2 separate regions of the Rattus norvegicus genome follow, and region 1 is linked to region 2. Evidence: chromatin contacts called from public Hi-C data. All regions are on one chromosome and are shown on one strand. Each heading gives the region's core, a stretch centred on a gene start, on an enhancer-like site or on the middle of the called end of the contact. The rest is flanking DNA. Distances are from core to core; before and after follow the strand shown. Region 1 holds the start of Sorbs1 (sorbin and SH3 domain containing 1). Region 2 overlaps Sorbs1 (sorbin and SH3 domain containing 1).

The links. A called contact is a pair of places that touch in the nucleus more often than the background predicts.
Region 1: a contact with region 2 is called in a Hi-C map of psoas muscle, with 5 times the contacts expected there. The contact joins the promoter of Sorbs1 here to the enhancer-like site in region 2. A contact is called at or near these places in 2 of 12 Hi-C or Micro-C datasets (liver and psoas muscle) and 1 of 1 datasets of contacts at active chromatin or transcription factors (oligodendrocytes).

Annotation. Positions count from the first base shown.
Region 1 is chr1:249,278,312-249,281,257 of GRCr8, reverse strand. Sorbs1 (sorbin and SH3 domain containing 1) reads left to right here and starts at 1,650. Exons shown (of 32, transcript NM_001421361.1): 1 at 1,650-1,722.
Region 2 is chr1:249,133,896-249,137,052 of GRCr8, reverse strand. Sorbs1 (sorbin and SH3 domain containing 1) reads left to right here. Exons shown (of 32, transcript NM_001421361.1): 11 at 2,802-2,974. Among named protein-coding and RNA genes, the nearest start is that of Pdlim1, 95 kb to the right of the region's middle. Within about 2 kb of position 1,737, at least 22 of the 93 cell types and tissues checked have an H3K27ac peak or open chromatin away from gene starts, as enhancers often do. A contact at or near this core is called in liver, where this site is marked.

The DNA.
Region 1 (2,946 bases), core at 401-2,900, 140 kb before region 2:
GCTCCCTGACATCTAACAACCTTTACAGATGGGGTTCCTCTTGCCTGTGCGGTCACCAAGTCCTATCCTTACCCCACCACGCAGCCTGCTAACTAGGATCACCGCTGGGCTGAAGATTCTTTCCAAAGGCAGCTGAAGAGAATTAACTGCGCTCAGGTGACTGTCCTACTGTGCTGGGTAGTTTTAAGTCGACTTGACGCAGGCTGAGGTCATCTGAGAGGAGGGAACTTCAATTAAGAAAATGCCTCCCTAAGATGGGGCTGTAGGCAAGCCTGTAGGGCATTTTTAAATTAGTGATTGATGGGGGAGGGCTCCGCCCATTGTGGATGGGCCACCCTGGGCTCCTGGTCCTGGATTCTGTGCGAAAGCAGGTTAATCGAGCCACGGGGAGCAAGCCAGTGAGCAGCATCCCTCCATGTCACCTACATCAGCTCCCATCTCCAGCTTCCCGCTCTGCTCGAGTTCCTGTTGTGGCTTCCTTCAACGGTGAACAGTGCTATGGAAGTGTGAGCCACATAAACCCTTTCCTCCTCAAGTTGCTTTAGCCGTGGTGGTGTTTTGTTGCAGCAGTAGAAACCTTAACTAGGACACCTACCTTGATGAGTGTCCTAAGGATGTGAGATAGCAAGTTCCAGACTGCCTCTTGCTGCCTCGCCTAACCAGTGCAAACAATCCCTCCTCCCTGTTTCCTTTTCTGCTGTTCTTTTGGGTACTGGAGAGGGTTAGAAGACAGGGAGCACAGGGACAAAACTGCATACCCTGCCTATTCTTGCCTGTGCCCAGTTATTACTCTAGCTCATTTACAGATGATCCGGTTTATTTATCCCTCCCTTCGACGCAAGCTTCTTAAGGGGAGGGCCCTCTTAGTAACCCCAGGGCTCAACTCATTCATGACCATTGAGCTTTGAATGTAGGTTGTATAAATAAAATACCAGTGTCAGGATGCAGAGTGGTGCAGCCGATAATCCTACCGCTCTAGAGGCTGAGTCAGGAGGTTGGCCTGGGCTGTGCGTGTATGTGGGGCATCCTGTAATCCCAGAAGGATCACCCTTAGCTGCACGGTGAGTTTGAGGCCACGCAAGACTAAAACAAGAGAAACTAGTAAAGAGGGTTTCTTTCACAAGGCCGTGAAAATCAAAAGAGAAAACAGGAAGTATTAGGCGCTTGTCTGGTAGAGAGCGCCATGAGCAAGGTTTTATTCACTACCAAGTGGAATTATGGTGCCATTTTACAGATTAGCAAAAGGGCACAAGGTTAAATAATTTGTATATAGCTAGGACACATTGTTTGTTGTTTTATGCTTACTGTTCCCTTCAAGCTCTCTGTGGGTAAACCCTTAGAGAGACCTTAGTGCCAGCGTCTGGAGGCACTTGAGGGCAGCCCAGGGCAAAAAGGGTTAGCGGGTGCGCGCGCGTTATCCGCGGGGATCCGCGGGTACGCGCCCGGCTCACAGGGACGCAGGCTTGGCGGCGGGCTCTTCCTCGCCTCCCCATTGGCGCACACGCCCCTTCCTGTCACGGCCGGCCAGGCCCCGCCCCCTGGGCGCTGCCGGAGTGGACCGTTCCAGGCCATGCTAATGAGAGGCTGGTCGCCGCCGCCCATTGGCCGGCCCCAGTGTTGGTGAAGTCAGCCCGGAGTAGCAGAAAAACAGAGCGGGGCTGACTGCAGCGTGGAGCGCGAGCCGGGCAGGACGCGCGTAAGCCCTTGCCGGGGACCCGCGAGGTAAGCGGGCGGCGGCTGCGCTCTCCGGCGGCAGCTCCCGGGCGGGTACAGCGGGCCCCCGGAGCGGCGCCTTTGTTCCGCGCGCGGAGGAGGTGCTTTTAAAGGGCCAGCTGTTGGAGGGACCTGGGGGCCCCCCTTCTCCCAGAGCATCCCCGGGTGGCCGCGGGGGACCTTCGCTGAGCCGTGTCTCCAGGCTGCTCCGTGTCCCCTCTCCCCATCCCTTCAAAAAGTTGCTAGGACGCGGGGAGCTTGGGGCATTGTAGGTTTCTTTATGCCTTTTCGTTTTTGGTAGGTGAAGGTAAGTGCGATCATGGCCTCTGCCAGGAGGGAATGTCCGCCCGCCTCGGGCTGGCTGCAGTGTGGGTGGATGGGGACGGGAGAGCCCGGGTGGGTTTGCACTGGAAAGTGAAACTACTGAGGGTCTTTTCTGCTGCGGCCAAAGGGAGAAGGAGGGAACAAGTGTCAGGATGGAGGCATCCCAGGTGTGTTCATTCATCAGCACACCCCTCCACTCCATCCCCAAAGCCGAGGGCGGCGGGAGGGAGCAAGGACTACGTTGCTGGCCCAGACCAGCCCGCATCCCTGAGTGTTGGTGGGTGTGTGTCCCGGAATACCGTGTTTCCGCTCACCGCCCAGGCCCCTTCATGCTTCCCTGGATGACTGGATGACTGGATGACAGCATCTTGTAGGGCAGCCCGTCACCAAAGGGACCTAAAGCTATTCCTTTCTCTTATTTCCCAGGCAGTCCTTCCTGATTTTTCTTGAAAAGCGGTAGTGACATTGGAGATAGGAAGGAAAAGAGGCTTAAAGTCATTATGCCTCTCTGAAGGGCAATTTGCTGTCGAATTCTGTGTCTTGGAACCTCCGCTTGTCTACTACGGCTTTGAAATTCATCAGTGCATGCTCTTTCAGGGCAGACGGAATTTATTATGCCCTGCTACATGGAAGCAGAAGGGATCCCTCCGAGCCGGCTCATTTCATCCTGTCCGAGGGTTTTCCCAGCATGTTCTGGATGAGCCTTTGGATTTTTGTTTGAATCGCTGAGCTCTGGGATGCCCCTGTTGTCACAGGGCCGACCTACTGAAATTGCTAAAATTGATTTCACTGTCGGTAGGCGGGAGGTTCATCTAGAGACACCGGAGAACCTGCCTGGAACGTTAGGCCGCTGACTGTATCTCCCCACACACCCTCCAGCCCCCAACACTGGTGCTTCCTTTTTCTTCC
Region 2 (3,157 bases), core at 488-2,987:
AGAACAGCAACAGGAAGGGGCTGGTATATGATGGTGCCCCAGGGATATGCTTCTTCAAGCAGACTGCAGCTTCCACAACCTCCCAGTGGTAGACCTTGAGTTTATGGATGGATTTAGCCATTAATAGGGCAGAGTCCCCACAGTTTAATCATCTGTGAAAATACCCTCCTGGGCATATCCGGAGCTGTGCTTCACTAACATCCTAGGTGTTTCTTAATTGGCAGGTAGGCAGTGAAGATGATCCATCCCGGAGATGAAGCCCATGTGTCTTTTGGCTTTGTGTGGTTTGCGGTCCCCTTGGTAAGAGAGGACAGGGACTGCACAGGGTGTAGGGAGGTTACTGTCCCAACGCCAGGGAAATATAAGCATTGCTTTAGACCGTTACAAAGGTTTGGATACACAAGAAATCTGCTCCACCTCCTCTTGAGAGAGCCCCATTCGAGGTTTTCATTATCATTTGATTAGTGATTGACTTCTTTTAAATTTATTTATTTTTACTTTACCTGTATGAGCATTTGCATGCGTGGCTGTATGAGTACTGTGTGTGCTTGGTGCCTGTGGAGGCTAAAAGACAGCAGTGAATCTCCTGGATCTGGAGTTAAAGGTGGATATGAGCTACCACATGGAGGCTGTGTCTTTTTTAAGAGCAGAAAGTACTCTTAATCACTGAGCCATCTCTCTGTCCCCCAATTTAAGAAGCACACTATAAAACTAGAAACATGATGATACAGATATGACATAGATATATGACACACCAGAATATGATATAAAGCTGTAGTGTGAATGCAGTGTTATGTGACTTATCTGGAACAGTTGCGAACCCCTTTAGGTCTTTACCATATCAAATAACATTTTTTTCCTTTGGGGTCTGAATCCTCCAGGTACCAGAATCCTGTGACCTTAAGCTTCTAAAGTTTAAAGGAGGGGTGGGTGGGGCTGGTTTTTATAGTTTAAAGTAACTAGAAAAACCCAGGGCTGAGTGTTAACAACTGTTAGAACCACTTGCCTTAATCACTTTTTAAAAGAATTATTTGTCCCAGGAACATTGAACATGCCCGTGGTCCTCATAGTCTCTACATTCCAGACAAGGTGGTGTTCAGAGTGAGTTAGCTCTACCAGGATGTTTAGAAACCATTCTGCCCTCTTGAATAAAGCTTGCCTGGAGTCAGGGCAGAGTGACTCTGTTGAGTAGACGGAATGAGTGTTCGAAAACCTGAGCTTGCGGTCTTCGCTGTTCCTCAGCCCCTCAGCCACTCCCTCACACACGGACATCTCTGACTTCATCACAGCTTTGCATGGAACCTCAAATCCTGCCTTCCTGCCAGAGCCTGCTCCCTGTCCAGCTCTTTCCCCTTCTCCTCAGCCGGGGAGCAATTACTAATTGCTGGAGGGTTGGAGGAGAGGCACACTTCATTCTTCGCTCAGGCTGCCTTGGCTTAAGCTCTTTCCCCTCCATCTTCCCCATCTGACACTCCTTCCTCTGTGTGGAGTTCACCTCTGCTTCTTTTTCATACACATTTCCTTTTCTCTGCAGTCTGGTACCTGCCCCTGTCGCCCTCCTGGAACTGCTCCCTCAGAGCAGTGTGTCTCTTTCCTGTTGCTCAGGTGACTTCCACAGAGGCTGGGGAGTCGCTGCTTCTCTGCCCGTTTCCTTTGGCTTCCTTCAGTGTGTGACTTCAGCCCTTGGCTCTGCTCTCACTTCCTTCTACCACAGAGATCTGCCGTCACTCTCGTGCTGGTGGCTGCAAGACTGTGTTCTGCCAAGGCGTCTCAGCTGGTTCCCGCAGCACCTCCTGGATGTCTCTAAGGCTTTTTTTTTCTTTTAAACTATAGAGTCTTCTTGTCTTACCGAAGTGTTAATGGAATGTCAGGCACATGATTAAGTCAGAGCAGTTCAAGGTGGCACATAGTGATGCTGTTCCTTATGCCAGGAGTGTCCTCCGCTTTCTTTTCATCTGGTTGGCTTCTCTTAGACAAGTTGGCTCTGAACCTAAATTCTGCAGCTCAGCTGGGTGCTGACTCCTCTGTTGGCCCTCGCTGCTGCTGTGCATTCTCCTTGCTGGCCCAGGAGAGTATAAGCCCCCGGAAGCCTGAGTATCTGACTGAGAGGTCCATCTGCATCTCCCCATGCAGGACGCTAGGCGGAACACCTAGCAGGTGCTTGGGCAAGGTCCCTGTAGTAACTGCATGGCTTGGAAAACAGACATTAACGATGATATGTTTGTGAACCGTAGACCATGCCTGATAACATTTGTTGGCTCTCCGTAAGTTCCGATCTAAACCAGGTTAAATAAACTACAGTGAGCACACAGCAAGCTTTCAGAGCACTTTGGCGTACAGCGCCTCCGTGAGCTTGCCAGTGGAAATGTCATTCCCGTAGTTTTGAGTGGGAGAACCAAGGCCTGGGAAAGGTAAATGAGGAGGGTTAAGTGCGTCCGGAACAGAAAAAGGAACTTTGCAGTAATGCTTTATCATGAGTTTCATACCTCTGCAGACTTCTTTCAAAGAGCCAGGAGATTAATATCTGATGCTTTGCAGGCCAAATGGTCAAAGCTTACCCAGTCAGCCATGGTAATACGAAAACATCCATAAAGAGTGTAAGGACAAACCGCCGTGGCTGTGTTCCAGTAAAGTTTTACTTATAAAAGCAGGTGGCCAGCAGTGGGCTGGACTTGGCTGACCCTCGCCCTATGTGGGGTCAGTTCCAATAGGCACTTAGCAAATACCCCTTTCCCCTAGCTGGATTGCTGGAGAGGATTTTTGTTTTGGAGTTTCAGCTTGTGGTTGCTTGTCGTTTCCAGATCCCGCCTCAGAGAGAAGAGTGGGTGAGCAGGACCCAGTGCCAACCCCGGCAGAACTCACCTCGCCCATCAGGGCTGCGGAAAGGAGAGCCAAGGATGACAGCAGACGGGTGGTGAGGAGTGCACAGGACCTAAGCAGTGTGTCTATGGATGAAGTGGGCATCCCACTCCGGGTACGGATGTGGGCCATTGAGTCCTCAGCAAGAGTGTGGCCTTCACTATGTGTGTGAACCCCTTGGGGTTGGAGTCAGGGGAGGGTTACAGTGGCTCAGAGGGGATGGTTTTCTCTCTGACAGCAGCATAAACCACACCCCGATGAGGGTATCCAGACTTTTCCAAAGGAGGTGTAGGATATT